Linked DNA regions of Sus scrofa: all the other regions are linked to region 2. The links are chromatin contacts, called in public HiChIP or PLAC-seq maps. All regions are on one chromosome and are shown on one strand. Each heading gives the region's core, a stretch centred on a gene start, on an enhancer-like site or on the middle of the called end of the contact. The rest is flanking DNA. Distances are from core to core; before and after follow the strand shown.

The links. HiChIP or PLAC-seq counts read pairs in DNA pulled down with a chosen protein or histone mark.
Region 1: a contact with region 2 is called in an H3K27ac HiChIP or PLAC-seq map of alveolar macrophages. The contact joins the promoter of LOC110255307 here to the promoter of TXNDC9 in region 2. A contact is called at or near these places in 2 of 2 datasets of contacts at active chromatin or transcription factors (alveolar macrophages and skeletal muscle).
Region 3: a contact with region 2 is called in an H3K27ac HiChIP or PLAC-seq map of alveolar macrophages. The contact joins the promoter of FAHD2B here to the promoter of TXNDC9 in region 2. A contact is called at or near these places in 1 of 47 Hi-C or Micro-C datasets (heart right ventricle) and 1 of 2 datasets of contacts at active chromatin or transcription factors (alveolar macrophages).

The regions. Positions count from the first base shown.
Region 1 is chr3:55,143,420-55,146,675 of Sscrofa11.1, reverse strand. It overlaps LOC110255307, which reads right to left and starts at 1,581. Exons shown (of 4, transcript XM_021087211.1): 1 at 637-1,581; 2 at 277-542; 3 at 1-41. The coding sequence starts at 1,282. LOC110255309 (glycerol-3-phosphate acyltransferase 2, mitochondrial-like) reads right to left here. Exons shown (of 5, transcript XM_021088397.1): 3 at 3,235-3,256; 4 at 2,987-3,069; 5 at 1,594-2,708. The coding sequence ends at 2,348.
Region 2 is chr3:54,930,394-54,933,555 of Sscrofa11.1, reverse strand. TXNDC9 (thioredoxin domain-containing protein 9) reads right to left here and starts at 1,798. Exons shown (of 5, transcript XM_003124892.4): 1 at 1,635-1,798. EIF5B (eukaryotic translation initiation factor 5B) reads left to right here and starts at 2,730. Exons shown (of 24, transcript XM_021087192.1): 1 at 2,730-2,986. The coding sequence starts at 2,952.
Region 3 is chr3:55,169,578-55,172,933 of Sscrofa11.1, reverse strand. FAHD2B (fumarylacetoacetate hydrolase domain-containing protein 2B) reads left to right here and starts at 1,632. Exons shown (of 8, transcript XM_021087213.1): 1 at 1,632-1,911.

The DNA of each region.
Region 1 (3,256 bases), core at 332-2,831, 210 kb before region 2:
GGTCCAGACAGCACTGACGGCGAGATTAGGGTCCGCACACTCTGGAGGAAAGAGAAAAGTGAAGGCTATAGAAAGGTGTGGGGGCCACGAGGCACAGCCTCTGTCTTGTTTAGAGAAGGAACAACCTAAGGGCAGGGCTCAAACTGGACCCAAAAGCTTCCTCTACTCTGCAGTCATCCATCCTGGAATTCAGCTCTCACTGTCCAGTAGGGGGCAGCAGCCACCAGCGAGCCTGCCCCTGCCTCCCTAGGCCTGGGCTAGCTGCTTGGAACTCACCAAAGAACCCTTCCTCCTGGGCAGTGGCCTGTAAGTGCTGGAACAGCTGCTCCACATAGCCAGACTCTGTGGGAGAGAGAAGTCCGAGCCCCGGGACCCCACACAAACCCAGCCCCTCCCCTGAATGGCCACCAGAGTGCCGGCCTTACCAGTGTCCGGCAGCTGTCCCTGGCGGAGGAAGGTGGCAGCCTGCGCAAAGGCCTTGAACAGCAGGCTGAGCAGGTGGCAGAGGAAGAGGAAAAAGGGCAGCATGGCTGCTGACTGAGCTGTGGGAGGACACGCCAGGGTGAGGGCAGCCCACTGCCTCCCTCCCACCTCCCTCCGCTTGTGGCTTCTCGCAACACACCCTGAAGTACCGACCCTCAGCCTCCTCGAAGTTGTCACTGTCACTGTCAGTGAGGTCCCCACTTGGTTTCCACAGCAGTTCAGCACTCAAGCGCTGCTGCCTTGTGTCACAGGCTGGCCAGGAACCTGGGGTCTGGGGGAGCCATTGGACCCTGTCAGGTTGGCTGAGGTTCAGCTCTGAGCCCCCTAGACTAGGTCCATGGGCAGCCAGCATAGGGAGGTGAAACCGGCACATGCAGGCTGAGGGAGCCCAGAGGATGCCCTGGACCAGGACGCCTGCCATGCCAACTTGTGCCCTGAGAGGAAGTGAGCACCCACCCTCAAGGCTGTGGACAGAAAATGTGGAGGGCAGGTGCTGTGCAGAAATCCTCAGAGGTGCATTGTCCAGTCCTATCAAGACAGCTACACATGGGTCCCAAGGTGGAGAGTGGCTTCTCTGATACACCAGGGACCTGGCCCCCCAGAGTGCAGCTGGTGGGGAGGAGCCCAGACAGCTGTCACTCAAGGGTGGAAGCTGAAGGGGGCCAGGCCCCAGGCAGGGACTTGGTCTCCAGCTGCCCTTCCTACCTCTTCGGTGACCAGGAGCCCGCACTGGATGAGCCGGTCCAGCACCTCCTGACAGTAGGAGTAGGAAGACTGGCAGGGCTGGGGAGGAAGGCATCCATGTGGCTCAGCAGAGCCAGAGGCAGGGGAGGCACAGGCCCCCGCCTACACCTAAGAAGGCGAGGCCCAGGACTGTGCTGGGCTGGGGGTGGGGGGCCTGACGTGCAGCAGCAGCAGGTCCCATGGCAGCAAAGGCAGCAGCAGCAGGATCTGGCAATAGAGGTCATTCTGGCTCAGCAGCTTGATGCCCTGCAGCTCCCAGGGCCCCTCAGGTGGCACCCTGCCTGCCAGCAGCCCCCACATGGCACAGGCTGGGGAGGGGGGCCTGGTGTGAGAAAGGAAGCCACTGCCCTCGCCCCTACACAGCTTCCAACCACCCCGGAGACTCAACACCTACAGCCTCGCTCAGGAAGGCGGGCAGCAACTCAGCACTCAGGTGTGCCAGGTGCACGAAGCCTGGGCCTGGCCTTGGAACCACCAACAGGTTCCCCTGGTAGAGGCGCAGCAGGGCCACGTGTGCACACAGCAGGCTCAGGGTGTGCTGCACCAGGCACCGCAGCTGCCCTGAGAAGCCCATGTCAAAGCCACGCAGCAGCATCTCCTCGGTCAGCCAGGAGAACTCCCCCAGGACCTGTGACAGGAACATGCCCTGGGCAGGCAGTGAGGGGCTCAGCACAGGGCCACACCGCCCCCTATCTTCCGGTGCCTGAACAGCAGTGCATCGCCCTGATGGCTGTGCTCATTACCGCCGAGCTGGCCACGCTGGCGGGCAGGTGGGAGGGGATGCTGGTCAGGATCCAAGAGCCAGCCAAGAGCACACCTCCCTGGCAGCAGCCACACACATGCCCCCGCTACCCAACTACACCTCTGGAAAGGGAAGCACAAGCTTTGCCTTTGGTGCCCCCCTCCTCCAGTGAAGAAAATTGGCATTTATCAACTATATATTGAGAGCCAGGCTGGGAGCTCAGGGGCATCCCTTGCCTCTTATAGCTCTGCTACCCACCCACCCAGTTTCTGCCACAGAGGAGACACCTGAGAAGATGGTAATAAGGCTGTTATGAGCCCCTCTGTGCCAGGCACTGTGGTTATATCTCTTAGGTTATTCTGTTCAGCTAACGTCACCTCAGAGTGAAGTGACATGCCAGAGGCTAGCCAGGTGGCTGCCTGTGTGCAACTCACTCAGCAGCTCCATCATGTCTTCCCTGGCTGCCCCGCTCCTCAGGGGCAGGGGCAGATCCCACTCCTTCACGTCCCAAGTAGGCCTCGCAGGAGGAGGGGCAGGGACAGAAACCCACTCGGAACACAGGGCCCTGACGACCAGCCACCTCTGAGGAGCCTCTCCCAGAGACCAGACCAAGTTCTCACCATTCAGGACGTGATGGCCCAGCTTCCTGACCAGGAGCTGGTCCTCTTGCTTGAGGGCCAGAAGGGGCCCGGTTACTGGGGTCCACTCCTGCTCCTTCTCCATGTCGGGGACGACAGTACTGCCATAGAGACAGATCAAAGGATGAAAGGACCAAACCTAAAAACGGTCACTGGGAAGCCCAGAGCTTTCCCCACCCCCACAAAAGACAAGAGGTGGCTCACGGAACCCTGTCCTTCCCAGGCCCATGTGCCATAACCCACCCAGGTTACAGGTGGGGGTGGGGTGGGGGGTGTGCAGTGCCTGGCACGGGTCTAGATGATCCTAGGTTATCTGGAAAGGGCAATGCCAAAGGGCTACCTGCCGGGCCCCAGGCCCCGGCCACTCCTCTGCTCTTACCACTGGCCCAGCACAATGGGCTGCAGCAGCTGCTCCAGGGTCTGCCTGCTGTCCCAGCAGCTTCTGGCATCAATAGTGTATTCCTGCCAGGACAAGGCTCTTAGGTGGTCGGCCCTGGCCCACAGGACATCTGCACACAGCCCACCTGAAGTGGGCAAGGCTATCCCTGCAGTGGCTTCAAGGACAGGCTGCCAGAAGCCCCAGGACAGACCCCAGGTAACTCCAGCCTTGCCCAATGGAGTCCATACCTGCAGGGAGAAGGGCTGAGCC
Region 2 (3,162 bases), core at 549-3,048:
AAATTTGTAGTCCACATAGTGTTCTGCTGACAACCAAACACTTCACATTAAGAATTCTTTAAATTTTTTGGCCACATCTGCAGCATGGGCTAGGGAGTGAACCCATATCACAGCAGTGACAATACCAGGTCCTTAACTGCTAAGCCACCAGGGAACTCCAAAAATTTTTATTTAAATAAGTTTTAAAATTTCAATAGGTTACAGGAACTCTCTCAATTACATATTTTAAAATAATTTTATTTTTTTTACCAGCAATAATCAGATGGTGATTTTATGTGTATCCTTGGGTTATTACCACAGAATTCAATTTATAATTTACCTATTAGAGACTGTTGCATCTCAATTAACTATGAAATATTTGCATCTACTACTGAAGCACTTTCAAGAATCGGAACAAACTCATCCGCCCAGCTTCTTTTTCTTCTTCTTCTTCTTTTTTTTTTTTTTTGCTTTTTAGGGCCAAACCTGTGGCATATGGAGGTTCCCAGGCTAGAGGTCGAACTGAAGCTACAGCTGCCAGCCTATGACACAGCCACAGCCATGACAGATCCGAGCCTTGTCTGCGACCTACACCACAGCTTGCGGCAATGCAAGATGCTTAACCCACTGAATAAGGCCAGGGATTGAACCTCATGGTTCCTATTCAGATTTGTTTCAGCTGCACCACAACAGGCGCTCCCTGCAATCCTCACTTCTGATTCCACTTTTTTACATGAAAAAAGCTGAAAAAATGCCCTTCATTTCATCTTGTATTCCTGGAGCTAGCTGTGCTTGAATACTACAGGTGCTCAAAAAACATTTGTCAATGGTTGAAGGAACATGTGCCTAGCTTTTGTTCAAATTACCGTTAAGTTTAGAAGTATTTCTGGGTTTAAAAAACCAAAATCTAAGATCCACATTAATGCTATAAAATTTTAAAGAAGTTGTTTTTCAAATACATAAAATTTATGTCACTCTCCCTACCTCCAGAGAAAAACACAAGGCTGTGACTCTCCATATGGGGCGGATGAGGCAGAAATCTAGATTCTAAACGTTGACTTGATTGTCAGAACCTGTTATTACCAGGGTTCTAGAGGATGCTCATCGCCGAAGTTTTATAGGCTGAGCTCAGAATTTGCGATAACTGGATGCAGAATCAATAAACAAGAGCTGTTCTGGGGCCGGGTGGAGGTGGACACCGCATTCAGAAAGGGTGGAAAGCAGATGGTGCAGTGATCCTAACAACTTCATTCTTAATTCTAGAAACCAGAAGCTTCTGATTCTTTTTTCAGTTCAACTGAATGAGGGGCAGGCACTTGTCCTCAAATCACCTAACCACTTCCTTGATTTCCCCCCCCGTCCCCCTCGCCCGTGTACCGCCGAAACAACCTTGGGGCCTCACCCTTCACTGCAAGCCAGACACTTCCCCAAAGTATCCTGGCCACTCCCGGCGCCTCCAGGAACAGATGAGGGCAGAATTCAGGTCGCCCCGACTTCAATGCCTCCCGGGGCGCATGCGCCTAAGCAGCCTCCGCGGCGCGGACACCTGCGTCTGAGCCGCGCCCCTCCCCCGCCCCGGCCGGATGCCTAGCAGCTGGGTGCCCATTAGCCCCAGCATGCGTAGCTGGTCTTTTCACAACCACCCTCTGCCTCACCTGATCTCTCGGCGATACCTGAGAAATGAAGAACCTGGCGGGGCAGAAGAGCAATCCACTCAGGATGCAGCCTCGTAGCAGCTGCGGGTGGCAGCGAAGAGTCGTCACTTCCGCCTCTTCATTGGCTGTGACTCTCACGCGATACAATCTCCGAAGCCCCAGGAAGTTGCGGGGGCTGGGGGGGGGGAGGTGTGAGGTGAGCCCTTCTGCGCAGGCGCTCCTTCCCCACCCTCCCTGCCCCAGCCGCCGGGAACCGAGGTGTTCCAGCCTCGGGTAAACACTCCAGCTGCGAGAGAGCAAAGTATGCCGGAGGTTGTAGTTACATAGTGCTCATCCTGGAGCTGGCTTTCTTAGGCTTTGACATTCTGTTCCATCAGAAATGAAGTAGCTTCTATCTTGCTTAGGAGTGACAATCCAGCTTCATTTTTATTGTTGATTGAAAATTTCCCCTCTTTAAAAAAAGCTAAGTTATAATTTATAACGGCATGATTAGTTTTTATGTAGTTAACCCTCGTCCTATCATCGTCTAGATGGGGATATAGAACACTCATAACCCCAATAGGGTTCCCTCGAGACTTTTCCGGACAAATTTTTAGCACTCGCCCTCGCTTTGGATGTAAAGATTACGATCTACTTTGGAGAGTTAATGAGTGTGTTCTTGTTTTCCGGTTTTTGTTTATTTCGGGGGTCGGTAATTACATACTGCAAAATTCATGAACTTGACTGAGAGGCCCAAGGACGTCCCTGGATTTCTCTTCGTCCCTTGGGAACGTGGAGACCGCTCACCATTAGTTCATTGTGGTTCTTTCCTGAACTTCACGCAGCTGAGAGTACAAAAGTATAGAGGTGGAATGGTGGCAGGGAATCACAAAGTTTATTTCTGAACTAAGCTACAATTCCCCAAGTGTGTGTTCCCTTCCCGGTAGGGCTTGACGGGAAATTTTCAGCTTCATTGTCCACTTTGGGTTCTAGAACTTGGAAACTGCGCGGGCGTCGGTGCTCGGCGGACGCTTGTGGGCAGGGGGCGCTCGAGCTCCCGCCTGGCGGGCGGGTCACTGGAGACGCTCTACCCGAGGCGCAGCTCTCGATGAGCCTCGCCCTGCGTCCCCACGCCGAGGCGGCGGGGCGATGCGCTTGCGCACTCAGAGCTCACACCATATGTGCCCTGTCCCAGTGCGCGGGTCTGTGGAGAGCCGGGTGCGAGAGGCGGCAGCGAAGGGGGGACGGAGCCGAACGGAGCCCGAAGTCAGCCGGAGGACTGTGGGTCTGTGAGAGCCCGAACAGAGGGGCTGGGTCTGCGAGCGCCGCTGACACAGGATGGGGAAGAAGCAGAAAAACAAGAGCGAAGACAGGTAGCCAGTGGCGGGGTCCCCACGGTGGGGGCCGGCGCTGCTCAGGGGGTCGCGCGCATCCCTCGGGCCCGAGGTGGACCGGGGTCGAGGCTCGAGACCCACTCGGCGGGGCACCGGCCGGGCCCAGAGCGGGTCACGCGGGACCGAGACCCCAGTTCCGGGCGGGCGCGAGGGCC
Region 3 (3,356 bases), core at 383-2,882, 240 kb before region 2:
GGATGGACCTACACATTATCACACCAAGTAAGTTAGACAGAGAATAGCAAATACCATATGATATCACTTACATGTGGAATCTAAAAAAAAAAAAGATAGAAATGAACTTATTTACGAAATAGAAATAGACTCAGGCATAGAAAACAAACTTATGTTACCAAAGAGGATGAGGGGGGTGGTGGGAGAGATAAATTAGGAGTTTGGAATTAGCAGATACACATTATTATACATAAAATAGATACACAGCAAGGACCTATTGGATAGTACAGGGAACAATGCCCAGTATCTTGTGATAACTTATAATGGAAAAGAACATGAAAAAGAATATATATGTCTATATATACATGTCTATATATACCTGTACATATACAAATATATATATACATAACTGAATCACTTTTCTGGCACATGAAACTAACACAATATTGAAAATTAACTATGCTTTAACTTAAAAAGTAGTTTAGGGGTTCCTGTCATGGCCCAGTGGAAAAGAATCTGACTAGCATCCACAAGGACACAGGTTCGATCCCTGGTCTTGCCTAGTGGGTTAAGGATACAGCGTTGCAGTGAGCTATGGTGTAGGTCGAAGATGCACTCAGATCTTGGTTGCTGTGGCTGTAGTGTAGGCCAGCAGCTACAGCTCGGATTCAACCCCTAGCCTGGGAACCTCCACATGCCGCCACTTTAGAAAAAAAAAAAAAAAAAAAAAAAAAAAAAAAGGACAAAAAAGAGAGAATTCAAAAGCTTTATGGGACAGGTAGAAAATGAAAACATGAAAAAAAAGTGAAATTCTGAAATGCTGAGCCCCATAGTAAGGCGAGAACCAACAGGGTAGGGGGAAAAAAAAAAAAGCTGTTTCCTTGAAAGCTTGACAAAATTTTATGTGTGCATCTACACGTGTGCATACATATCTATATGACCCCGTTTGCTAAATAAATATATGGTTAGGTAGTTAACAAGCATGTAGGTTAGATCAAAACAAAATGGGTTTATGTTTTCTAGGGCAATAAAACTCCCATCATGGTTGGGATTGCACTCTCCTTTCCCAAGTGTGCAGGTTAAGCAGTTACAACACTCTTGGAGGGTAATCTCACCAGGCCTTTAGCCATTGTTGACTAATCCACTAAACCTGGACCTCAGAGTTGCATCCAGCCAAGGAGGGCTCTGTAAAGACACTGTTGAAGGCTCTGTTCTTACCATATGGCTGGGTAGGAAATTATGGAAGGTACCCCAAACTCAGATAATTTTGCCTTTTTCCAAATTTGGATTTTTTTTTCCCCTCATTTTTCCAAGTATGGGCTTTTTTTTCCTCAAATACCCAACCTGCTTTCTGGATGGAGACCTGGTGGGACTAGGTCCGCACGTGTCTCTAATTTCCTGGGATATAGTTTGAATGGTTTTTTTGGAGGGGGATGGGGGAGGAGAAGGAAGGGAGGCCGACCCGAGGCGGGGATCATGGTCCTGGGGTCCATTAGTCGCGCTTGCCCGCGCCTCCCCGCAGTCCCGGCAGCGCGCGCACGCGGAGCGCGGGTTCGGAGTGCGGAGTACGTAGGCGGGGGCGCGCAGAGCTAGCCGGGGGCGCGCACAGCAGAACGGTGGGGGCGGGGTGGCGCGCACAGCCCTTAAGCGGCGGCGCGCACGGGCCGACGGCGGAGGCCACGACGGGGCGGTGACCGCCTCGTCCCCGGAGAGAGCCTCGCGCGCCAGCCTTTTTCCTGCCGCCGCCGCCGCCGCCGCCTCATCCCCGGCCCGGCGGGAGGCGGCGCCGAGGCCTCCGGCCGGGCCTCCCACGCTCCCTGGGCACCGGTCCGCGGCGCGCCTCGCTCCCAGGCCCGCGAGGTCCGAGTGGAGCTTCGTCCCCGAGGCCACGGAAGGGCCCAAGGACCCCGCCAAGCTCCGGCTCCACAGAGGGTGAGCTCGGGCACGGCCAAGGAATGGGCTTCCCAGACCCCGGGACCCCGACCCGCACCCCACCCCGGCTGGCCGGAAACGGGAACCAGCTTCTCTTTGCCAACTGCATCCCAGTGTGTTTTGGCATCCTCTAGACGCCTAGTTCGTGGGATTAAAGGGGAGAACCTTTATCACGTGAATTATGCAATGAGGCGGCGTCCTAGCTGGGGATGCTGTGATCGGCGGCATCATTGATGCCAGTGATCCATGGTTTTCTTCTTTCATCCTTGGCTGAGAAATTGCATTGGTAATTGGGGGCGGTAAGAGGAAGAAAAGGTTCCACTTGGGTGCAAGGAGCATGCAGAGAGGGAGACAGAGACCAGAGAAGAAAGGCCATGTGCAGCTCTTCCTAAATGCACAATTAAGCACGTCTTTGGCGAGTGGGCGGGCTGGGAGGGGATGGTTGGAAATGTCAGGTAGGTTCCAGGGTGCCTTCGGCCTGGAAAAGAGAGGCCTGTTAGAGGTTGAGGCATAAATTTCTGAGGCTGGGAAGATGAACCAAGTCTTCCGAAAGCTGCATGGTTATTTTCCAAGTCTGTAAAGGCAGGAAAGGGCTGGGCACTACGTGGAAACTAGCGCAGCCAGGTTCTGGGAAGACTGTCATAAAGGGTTTTTTTGTCTGAAAGACCCAAAGTCTGGGGCTTGGGGCCATCAGGAGTTGGCGATTGGTCAGTTTTCACTGCCCAAGTGAGGCATGTCTCAGACATTCTTAAAACCTGGCAGTTCCCTTTAGCTCCCGGCTTATTCATTCTTTTCATTGACTGGGTGAAGAAGAAGAGACACAAAGAGAGAAATGGCCTTTCTCTCCCCCCCCCCATTATTATTAGGGCATAGGCCATCCATGTTGGGTCAAAATGGGAATTTGAAGATGGAAAGAAAGTTCTTTCTTTGCGCTTGACCTTCAAGAATAGAATCTGCAGGAGGAAAATTCTCTGCTTCCCTGGAGTTCTTGCAAAAGTGAACAAAGAAAGGGAAGAATTAGTTCACATCCTGGGCAATTTGCAGTTATGTTCAGATGGGTTTCCAGATGCTTGAGAGTATACAATACAAAGGTGAGCCAGAGCCAGGAAGAGAAATGGGGGAGCAAGGTGAATGTAGGACCTCAGAGATGACAGAAACCAAGAGAGTGTTTTCACCTTGCAGGTCTGGAAGACTCTGCACGGGAGTATGTAAAGCTTAATCTTTTTATCATCCGAATATCATATTGCTTTTCATGTTAATACTGCATTCCTAAGAGTAAAGGCAAGCCTGGCTCAGCTGTGCTCCCTGTGTTATTTGAATGAGTTGGATGTTTCTTTTGCCAGCTCACTCTCTTAAATCTGTCATCTCTGTGATCCCATGAGTTTGGCTTGTTTTCACTTGTTCTTTCACGATATGACATTTGGCTAGAATTTGCCAGGGTGTTA